2 separate regions of the Macaca mulatta genome follow, and region 1 is linked to region 2. A link is a contact called in public Hi-C data. All regions are on one chromosome and are shown on one strand. The core of a region is the stretch at or near the end of the contact, and the rest is flanking DNA. Distances in the headings are between cores, read along the strand shown.

Evidence for each region. Hi-C and Micro-C count contacts between places; a contact is called where the count stands out from the background.
Region 1: a contact with region 2 is called in a Hi-C map of blood, with 5 times the contacts expected there. The contact joins the promoter of CCNF here to the promoter of ABCA3 in region 2. A contact is called at or near these places in 5 of 14 Hi-C or Micro-C datasets (blood, fetal cortex germinal zone, fetal cortical plate and 2 more).

The regions. Positions count from the first base shown.
Region 1 is chr20:3,659,644-3,664,442 of T2T-MMU8v2.0, forward strand. It overlaps CCNF (cyclin F), which reads left to right and starts at 2,718. Exons shown (of 17, transcript NM_001265915.1): 1 at 2,718-2,744; 2 at 4,357-4,511. The coding sequence starts at 2,729.
Region 2 is chr20:3,572,361-3,577,083 of T2T-MMU8v2.0, forward strand. ABCA3 (ATP binding cassette subfamily A member 3) reads right to left here and starts at 1,857. Exons shown (of 33, transcript XR_013411320.1): 1 at 1,655-1,857. LOC106994913 reads left to right here and starts at 974. Exons shown (of 4, transcript XM_077985248.1): 1 at 974-2,452. The coding sequence starts at 974. The coding sequence ends at 2,113.

The DNA of each region.
Region 1 (4,799 bases), core at 1,468-3,967, 88 kb after region 2:
TGGGCTTTCATCCTCTTCCCCAGCTCCTGCAAATTTAGGGCTGCATGTGATCCTATATCCACCCATGAAGTGAACAGCGCCCTACCTCCCACATGGGTAGACTGACTTAGAGGCAGCCAGTAACTTCCCACATCAACAGGCAGGGGAGCCAGGGTTGCACTGGGGCAGAGGTTTTTGCAGTGGGTTCCCAGCAGCAGCAGCACCATCAGGAAACTTGTTAAAAATGTAGGTTATTGGGCCCCATCCAAAACCTACCGAATCAGAAATGCTTGGGGCAAGGCCAGCAATCCTGTTGCAACAAGCCCTATAGCAGGTGTTCTGACCTAGCTCCAGCGTGAGAACCACTGAGCAGAGGCCCCATGGGCGCCAGACCATCGCAATGTCCACATGCAGATGGATGTGGCCACATGCCTTTGTCACGTACACTCTCCTATCCTCTGAGACGGGCTCCATTCAGCGGCCTTTCTCTCTCTGTGGAGCTCACTCTGCCCCTTGCCACAGGCCCCTCAGCTCCCCTCTGAGAAGTGCAGATGCTGGTCTCTGTCTCTTCTCAGCCAGGACTCAGAAAGTATCATGCACGAGCCTTGTCTATGCTTCCTGCACCCCTTGCCCAGAACAACAGCGTCACACACCCATGGTCACCAGCCCACCTTCTTCTCAGTCTTTGTTTCAGGTGACTGCCCCCTGTGATGAAAGCCACTCCCTGGGCTCCCACATCCAGCTGTCATTTCTCCCATGCCCCTCTCTGCCTCCACTGAAGGCCCACCTTCTCTGAATGTGGGATTTCTCAGGCTCCCAAGCTACTTCACTTTCCCTTACTCTTCCCTGCCCCTCACTACCCATGTCGTTTTCAACTGACACCTCATTCCACCAGGAATTTCCCTGAGCTTCTAACAGTTTAGACTTTTCCAACAAGGTCTCACCTTCCTGAAGCCCAATGGGAAACGGGCCCACACCCTGGAGGAGCCACTCATCACCCCAGGGCAGCCAGTGCAGGGTGCGGGCCGAAAGCAGGCATGGCTGCAATCAAGACAACTCCTGCTCCCTGAAAAAGAAATTTGCCTCTCCATATTGAAAGGAGAGTGATCACTACACAAAGCACAGGATAGAGCTAAACAACAACCTAGGGACCAGGGACGCTGTTCTAGATTCTAGAGGCAGCTGGTGTGGCTAATGTGGTCATGGCCGGTTCTAGTTGATTAATCCCTTCAAGATGCTATGGAAGCTAACCCTGAAAGTGCACCTCTGCCCTAGGGGGAGACAGTGGCAAAGTAGGAAACAGTAACCCAGGAGGACAAAAGTGAGAGGAGGGGATAAGAAATCTGGGAGCTGAGAACATGAGACATCTGGGGAGCAGGACCCAAACTTGCTCAGCCTGTTCTCTCTTCACCCTCCTTCATCCGCTTCCTGATTCCAGGACAGGGAATAGTCCCAACTTCCAGGCCCTCTCTGGGGCCACGGACTCTTCTGCGCCCTGTGCTGTGATCACCTGTTTGCTCTGTCTCTTGCTCCAGGCTGGCTGTAGCCTACACACCAGGGCTCCTGTCTGTGTGCCCAGGGCAGGCCCAGTACTTGAAGGGGTTCTATGGGGACTCAGAAGGATGGAAGGGTGCAGACTGAGGGAAGCGTGAGGGAGGGGTAGGCAGCCTTGGCCCAGGCCCCTGCCTTCCCCAGGAAAAGCCCCTCTGTCCTCCACCAGACACTCAGGAGGCTGCGTGTCTTCCCCTTGACAGCCTGTGCCGTGAAAGGGGTGGGGTATGGCTGATTCCTGAAGGACAGCTCGGATGAGCTCTGCCTAAGACAGGAGTGAGCAGATGTGACAGATCGCACGGCGAGCAGCTACCAGGTAGCAGCCGAGGAGGCGAGACAGGGGGCAGCATCTGGCCAAAGTGAGGGGGAGGGCTTGCCCCGGGGCTGGGGCACTGAGGCGTCCAGGGTGCGCCACGATTCGCGGGAAGAAGGGGTCAGCGTTCCGCGGGGGAGACTTCCAGCGCCAGCTCCGACCTCCTCTTTCCCTACCACGATCCGGGCCAGCATCCCCGCCCAGCAGCGGCTCGGCCACAAACCCAAGGGTCTCCACCTGAAGCAGGCGGCGGAAAGGATGGCCGTGCAGGCTGGGGGTGAGGGTCGCGGACCCAGGACCGACCCCGGGACCCGGGCAGGGCACGGCCTCGTTCTAGAAGCGCCACGTCGGGGCTGTGCCAGGCTGGATCACGGCCGCGACTGCGAGGGACGCCAAGGAGTCCTCTTTCCCCTGGCCGCAGGCATGCGCCTTCGGAGCCCATCGGGCACCGCAGATGCCAGTCGCCGGGGTCAGCGGCGAAGCCCGGACCCATGCGGCCGGGAGAGGACGCCTAGAAACCCCTGCGCGCCGGCCGGGAGCCGCGTTCCTCCAGGACCCCAGCCCCGCTGGGGAGGCGGGGCGGCCACGCGGATTCCACCAGTCAGCGACCAATGTTCGAATTCGCGTCCTGGCGCGGCCAATGGCGGGCGCCCGGAGCAGGCAGTGTGGGCGTGGAGGGCGGTAAATAAGGCGAGCCCGGGGCGGGACGTGGGCGGGGCAGGCGGCGGCCCCCCCGGGCAGGCCAATGGGAGGGCCGGGCGCGTTTGAAAACTGGGGTGGGCGGTGGGGCGGGGTCTGCGCCTGCGCGAGGGCTCCGCGCGCGCTCCAGCCGGGGCGCGGGCGCGCTCGCAGGCGGGCTCAGGCGACAGAGACGCGAGCGCGGCGATGGGGAGCGGTGGCGGTGAGTGGGAGGCGATGCCCGCCGGTTTCTGCCCCACAGCCGTTCTGCCTGCCCTGCGGGGCAGACGGTGGGTCCCGCGGGAGGGGAGGCCCTGGCGGCCTGAGGAGGGCCGGCTCGAGCTCTTTAACCCGGGGCGGGTGTCGCGTCCGGCGCAGGGAGCCCCCGCGGCCGGGCGCGCGGTTTAAATGCCCGGCGGGCGCCCGAGCCCCTCGTCGCCTTCCCTCGGGGCGACGTTTTCCGGCCCTTTGCCGGAGCGGCGATCGGGTCTCGGACGGCGATCGGGTCCCGGGGCGGCGATCGGGTCCCGGGGAGCCAAACACCAGCGCCTCCTGGTCGGGGTTGGGGCTGCGGAGCGCGTGGGGTCGAAGCGATCCCGCGGCCCGGCCCGGCCCTGACTGGGCCTCGGTCCAGCGGGGCCGTGGACCTAGCTCTGTGGAAAGCAGCGTTCGGCCCCGCGCGCGATGAGGCACAGGAAACTCGAGCTGTAGTTTGAGCTATTATCACAGTATCTGTCCGGGAGCCGGAGAATGAGGAATATTTTATGGAGAGCTCTATAGAATCTTTGAGAGTTCGTCGCCCTGGAATACGTTTGGCTTTTGCAGCTCTTTTAATTGCTGACAGGAAGACCCGGGTCGGGAGAGGGGAGCAAGGAGCAATTGCTAGGAAGTCCTGGTGGGGAGGGATTTGGGCCCACAGAGGGGAGTGGCGTTTCCTTTCAGGACTGGAAGAATGGATAGAAAGGTAGATTTGTAGATGGGGAGGCAGGATCCTGAGGTTCCTGTCTGAGGGCTTCTGTTTCTCTATGAAATAAGGGCTAAGGTCATCTGCTTAGAGTGAGGAAGGGGTTGCTGGAGTAGGAGTTAGAAAAGCCGGCTGTGGGAAGAGGAGAGAGCACATCTGAGAAGCATGGCTGGGCTGCCTGCCTGGTGGGTGGAGAGCCCGTCTCACCTTTAACGATTGCACCTGTAGACAGACCTACAGGTCTAGGTTTGTGTTGGGACCTGAGCAACAACCTTGCTGCGTAGCTGTCAACTCTGCATTCTACAGTGGAGGGCACACTGAGACTCTGCAGAGCTGACTTGGACGCACACTACCCCGGCCTCCAAGCCTGTGGCTTCTCTCCAGGGCTGACCCTTCTAATTTGGATTGAAAACCAGACTCTACAAGCCCACAGATCCTTATTGAACATTATGCACCTTGGTCATGTGTGCAAAAAGCAAAGATGTCCAGCAAAGGCCCCAGGGGTTTTCCTAAGAGTGAAATGGAAGGAAAACGGTCATCAGCCTCAGCAGCTTTTTCCCCTTCCTGACTGTCATGTGGGCTCTGGATCAGAAAGTTTCCCAATAGCCAAGTTACATGATATGCGCTATTTGCCATAAATATTTGTTGAATATTTGAAAATGAATGATCTCTTCTGTAATTTGTGCAATGCCACTCCTTTTACATAATCTTTGTTTGGGACAGGAAGCATAGTTCCGTTTTTGTGGCACAGGGAATCGTAACCATTAGATCATTTTCAGGTGTAACTTTTATCCTTTTTTTTTTCCCTTCAAGGGTATGTATATAGAATAATTTTTCGTCTTATCAACACTTCTGTCTTTTTTTCCTTCAGTGGTTCACTGTAGGTGTGCCAAGTGTTTCTGTTATCCTACAAAGCGAAGAATAAGGAGGAGGCCCCGAAACCTGACCATCTTGAGTCTCCCTGAAGATGTGCTCTTTCACATCCTGAAATGGCTTTCTGTAGAGGACATCCTGGCTGTCCGAGCTGTAAGTCCCTGGATGAAAACAGCATGAGCCCTAGCACTGTTACCATCAAGGCCTTGTGTTCTTAACTGTCAGAACAAAACTTTGACTAAAAAGGAGGTCACGGGCAGAGGCCGGGCACGGTGGCTCACACCTGTAATCCCAGCACTTTGAAAGGCCAAGGGGGGGGGGTGGATCACCTGAGGTCAGGAGTTCGAGACCAGCCTGGCCAACTTGGCGAAATCTGTCTCTACTAAAAATACAAAAATTAGGCGTGGTGTCTCATGCCTGTGATCCCAGCTACTAGAGAGG
Region 2 (4,723 bases), core at 607-3,106:
GCTAATTTTTTATATTTTTGGTAAAGACGGGGTTTCGCCATGCTGGCCAGGCTAGTCTCCAACTCCTGACCTCAAGTGATCCGCTCGCCTCTGCCTCCCAAAGTGCTAGGATTACAGGTGTGAGCCACTGAGCCTGGCCTCCAATTCATCTTTCAACTGTGCACAGGGCCTTCCCCGTCAGGGCCGTTCCCAGAGTTCCAGAATGCTTCCCTTCAATAGACTCCACAGTCTCCGGAAGCAGGGCTGGGGAAGAAACGGCAAACCAGGGATCTTACCTGGGCCTTCCCAGTTGAGACTAAGTCAAAATGGGTTCCCGTGAGTCAGCCTGGCTCATGCAGATGGAAGGCTAACCTCTTTTTAGAAACAACTCGTGCTACCCTCTCCTGTTTCAAAAGAGCTGTCTGGTCAGAATGGTGGTAAGTTACCTTAGGAAGAGAGAGGCGTCGTCCTGTTTGTCAGACAGAGTTAGCAAAGGTTCAATTTAAAAGAAAAATTCTCTAAGAAGTTAAAAATAAAAGTGTGGGGAGATTCCCATGACATCCATTTTTATCTATTTTTCCCTTTCTCTTACATTTCCCAAGAGGCAAACTTTCTAAAACAGTCTTAGTCTTTTCAAGTTTACAAAAGGCAGCACCCAGACTATCTGAATAAAATGACAGGGCGCCCGGGAGAAGAGTGCACCTCTCCCACGCGCACCCTGCCTGGCTCCATGCTGTCGCGGGGTCTAGCTACTCACTCAGCGGGCATTTCGGGAGTTCCAGGAACACAAACCCCAACAAGATCCAATCCATGCCTTCCCGGAGTGCACTGTCCAGGACGTAACCCGGCGAACAAGCGGCAATTACCCCCGAGGACATGGCTTCATCCGTGCGACAGACACCAAGCGCCTTCCCCACGCCCGTGACCATAAGGTCGTCCCGGCCCTCCTGAAGCGTGAAGCCGGCTTGGAACAGAGCCAAGACACACGGACGCGATGACGGAGGGCACCAAGAACTCGGCCTCAGCGACTGCCACAGGCCCCTCCGCCTGGACTAGCGGCTCCCCTTCCCCGCCCCCACACAGCGGAGGGCGCGGCAAACGCCCACCGCGGACTGTGGGCCTTGGATTCGGATTCGGAAGCGCCTTGCATTCGGATTCGGAGGTTCCTCGGAACGAGGGGGTGGGAGCAGGCGGAATCCAACCCGGGCGGCTTTGCCACCGCGCGCCCGGCCTCCCCGCGACAGGGAAGCGGCGCCATCTCCGCAGGTGCGCGGTGGACGCCTGCATCCCTCGGGCCCGGGGCTGTCGGGCGCTACACATCCACCTCCTGGGCGCACACAGAGGGCCTGGGCCGTGCCGAGTCTCGGCAGGGTTGAGCTTCCCCGCGCGGCGCGGGCTCCGGCACTGCCCGCAGTGCGGGACACGCCCAAGGCTCGGATGGGAGCCGACGCTGCGGGAGCGGCACCTGCAGGGAGCGCCGGGAGCCGAGGCCGCGGCGGGAGGGGCGGGCGCGGCCGGCGGGGATGCGGGGTCGCGGGAGGGGCCCGCAGCCCAGGCCAGAGCTGGGGGCGGCCCGAGGCCCAAGCTGGCCAGCGAGGGTGGGAAGGGCGGACCCGGGTGGGGACCGCAAGCCCCGGGAACAAGCGCGCGAGCGGCGGGTCCCGGCGGCACTCACCGAGCCTGGGCGCCGGGGTGGCGGCGGCCGGCGCGCGGACCTCTCGCGGGGTCCCCTCCCTCGGCCACCCGGGCTCTGCTCCAGCCTCGCAGTGGCGGAAGCACTGACAGCTGCGTGGCCGCCCTGGAGGGGAGGGGGCGTCTGCGACCCGCGACTGGCGGACGCACCGGCCGTTCCGGCTCCAGCAGGGGGCGCGGCGGCTCGCGCGTGCGCAGTCGGCCGCCCCTGCAGGTGCCCGGTCCACCCCCGGCCGCCTCGGCCGCTCCGGCCAGCCCAACCCCGCGCCTGCGCAGTGCCCCGTGCATCTCGCCCTTGCCCGGCAGAGGGCGCGCTGGATTGCGCGTGCGCAGTCGGCCACCCTGCGAGGACGCGGTTCGCACCCGGCCGCGCGGCAGCCCGTGCCTGCCCACTGCCCTGTGCCAGCGCCTATGTCCAGCAGGGGGCGCGCAGCGGCGGTAGCCGAGCGAGGGCGCGGCGGCTCTGACAGGAATGGCTGTGCGCACGTGCGGTTCACAGCGGTGGAAGTCTTCACATCTGGAAATTTGACTTTGGCCCTTTCTCTATTTCTCCTTATGCACTCTTTCCTTGGGCCCTCGTCACTCCTGGCACCGAGGGAAGCGCTTCCCCGCCTCTGGCCGGGCGCTGAGGCACGACCGAAAGCGAGGCGGCGGCAAGGAACCTTCTGGAATTCGGCCGTCGGGGCAGGCGTCGAGTTTACAGGAAAAGACGCAGTGTCCCAGGATGGGCGGAGTCGCCCTCAGTTGAGGAGCGAGGGAGGCTTCGGGGGTCGCCAGCCGGGTAGGAGTCACCTCAGGCAGGAGGGACCAGGCCTTGTCGGAGTCACCTGGCGGGAGGGTCCAGGGTGGGGCGGGGCCGCCTGTGAGGAGGGTCCGGGGACGGTCGGGGTTACCTGAGGGGGGGGTCGGAGCCACCTGAGGGGAGAGTGGGGGCTGGTTGGGGCCACCTGAGGGGAGCGTGGGGGGGTCGGGGCCACCTGAGGGGAGGGTCCGGGGACGGTCGGGGTCACCTGAGGGGAGGGGGGGTCGGGGTCACCTGAGGGGAGAGTGGGGGGGTCGGGGTTACCTGACGGGAGAGTGGGGGTTCGGGGTCACCTGAGGGGACAGTGGGGGGTCGGGGTCACCTGAGGGGAGAATGGGGGGGTCGGGGTTACCTGACGGGAGAGTGGGGGGGTCGGGGTCACCTGAGGGGAGGGTCGGTGGAGGGTCGGGGCCACCTGAGGGGAGAGTGGGGGGTCGGGGTCACCTGAGGGGAGGGGGGTCGGGGCCACCTGAGGGGAGAGTGGGGGGTCGGGGTCACCTGAGGGGAGAGTGGGGGCTGGTTGGGGCCACCTGAGGGGAGCGTGGGGGGGTCGGGGCCACCTGAGGGGAGGGTCCGGGGACGGTCGGGGTCACCTGAGGGGAGGGGGGGTCGGGGTTACCTGACGGGAGAGTGGGGGGGTCGGGGTCACCTGAGGGGAGGGTCGGTGGAGGATCGGGGCCACCTGAGGGGAGAGTGGGGGGTCAGGGTCACCTGAGGGGAGGGGGGGGTCGGGGCCACCTGAGGGGAGAGTGGGGGGGTCGGGGTCACCTGAGGGGAGAGTGGGGGCTGGTCGGGGCCACCTGAGGGGAGGGTCGGTGGAGGGTCGGGGTCACCTGAGGGGAGAGTGGGGGGTCGGGGTCACCTGAGGGGAGGGTCGGTGGAGGGTCGGGGTCACCTGAGGGGAGAGTGGGGGGTCGGGGTCACCTGAGGGGAGAGTGGGGGGGTCGGGGCCACCTGAGGGGAGGGTCGGTGGAGGGTCGGGGTCACCTGAGGGGAGAGTGGGGGGTCGGGGTCACCTGAGGGGAGAGTGGGGGGTCGGGGTCACCTGAGGGGAGAGTGGGGGGGTCGGGGTCACCTGAGGGGAGAGTGGGGGGGTCGGGGTCACCTGAGGGGAGAGTGGGGGGGTCGGGGTCACCTGAGGGGAGAGTGGGGGGGTCGGGGTCACCTGAGGGGAGAGTGGGAGGGTCGGGGCCACCTGAGGGGAGAGTGGGGGGGTCGGGGTCACCTGAGGGGAGAGTGGGGGGGTCGGGGTCACCTGAGGGGAGAGTGGGGGGGTCGGGGTCACCTGAGGGGAGAGTGGGGGGGTCGGGGTCACCTGAGGGGAGAGTGGGGGGGTCGGGGTCACCTGAGGGGAGAGTGGGGGGGTCGGGGTCACCTGAGGGGAGAGTGGGGGCTGGTCGGGGCCACCTGAGGGGAGGGTCGGTGGAGGGTCGGGGTCACCTGAGGGGAGAGTGGGGGGGTCGGGGTCACCTGAGGGGAGAGTGGGGGGGTCGGGGTCACCTGAGGGGAGAGTGGGGGGGTCGGGGTCACCTGAGGGGAGAGTGGGGGGGTCGGGGTCACCTGAGGGGAGAGTGGGGGGGTCGGGGTCACCTGAGGGGAGAGTGGGGGGTTCGGGGTCACCTGAGGGGAGAGTGGGGGGTTCGGGGTCACCTGAGGGGAGAGTGGGGGCTGGTCGGGGCCACCTGAGGGGAGGGTCGGTGGAGGGTCGGGGCCACCTGAGGGGAGGGTCGGTGGAGGGTCGGGGTCACCTGAGGGGAGAGTGGGGGGTCGGGGTCACCTGAGGGGAGAGTGGGGGGGTCGGGGTCACCTGAGGGGAGAGTGGGGGGGTCGGGGTCACCTGAGGGGAGAGTGGGGGGTCGGGGTCACCTGAGGGGAGAGTGGGGGTTCGGGGTCACGTGAGGGGAAAGTGGGGGGTCGGGGTTACCTGAGGGGAGAGTGGGGGGTGGTCGGGGCCACCTGAGGGGAGGGTCGGTGGAGGGGGTGGAGGGTTGGAGTCACCTGAGGGGAGGGTTGGGAGGGGTCGGGGTTACCTGAGGGGAGAGTGAGGGGGATCGGGGCCACCTGAGGGGAGGGTCCGGGGAGGGTCGTGGTCATCTGAGAGGATGGTCCGGAGAGGGTTGGGGTCACCTGACGGTCGGGTCGGGGAGGGCTGGAGAGGGTTGGGGTCACCTGAGGGTCGGGTCGGGGAGGGCTGGGGAGGGTCGGGGTCACCTGAGGGGAGGGTCTGGGGAGGGTCCGGAGAGGGTTGGG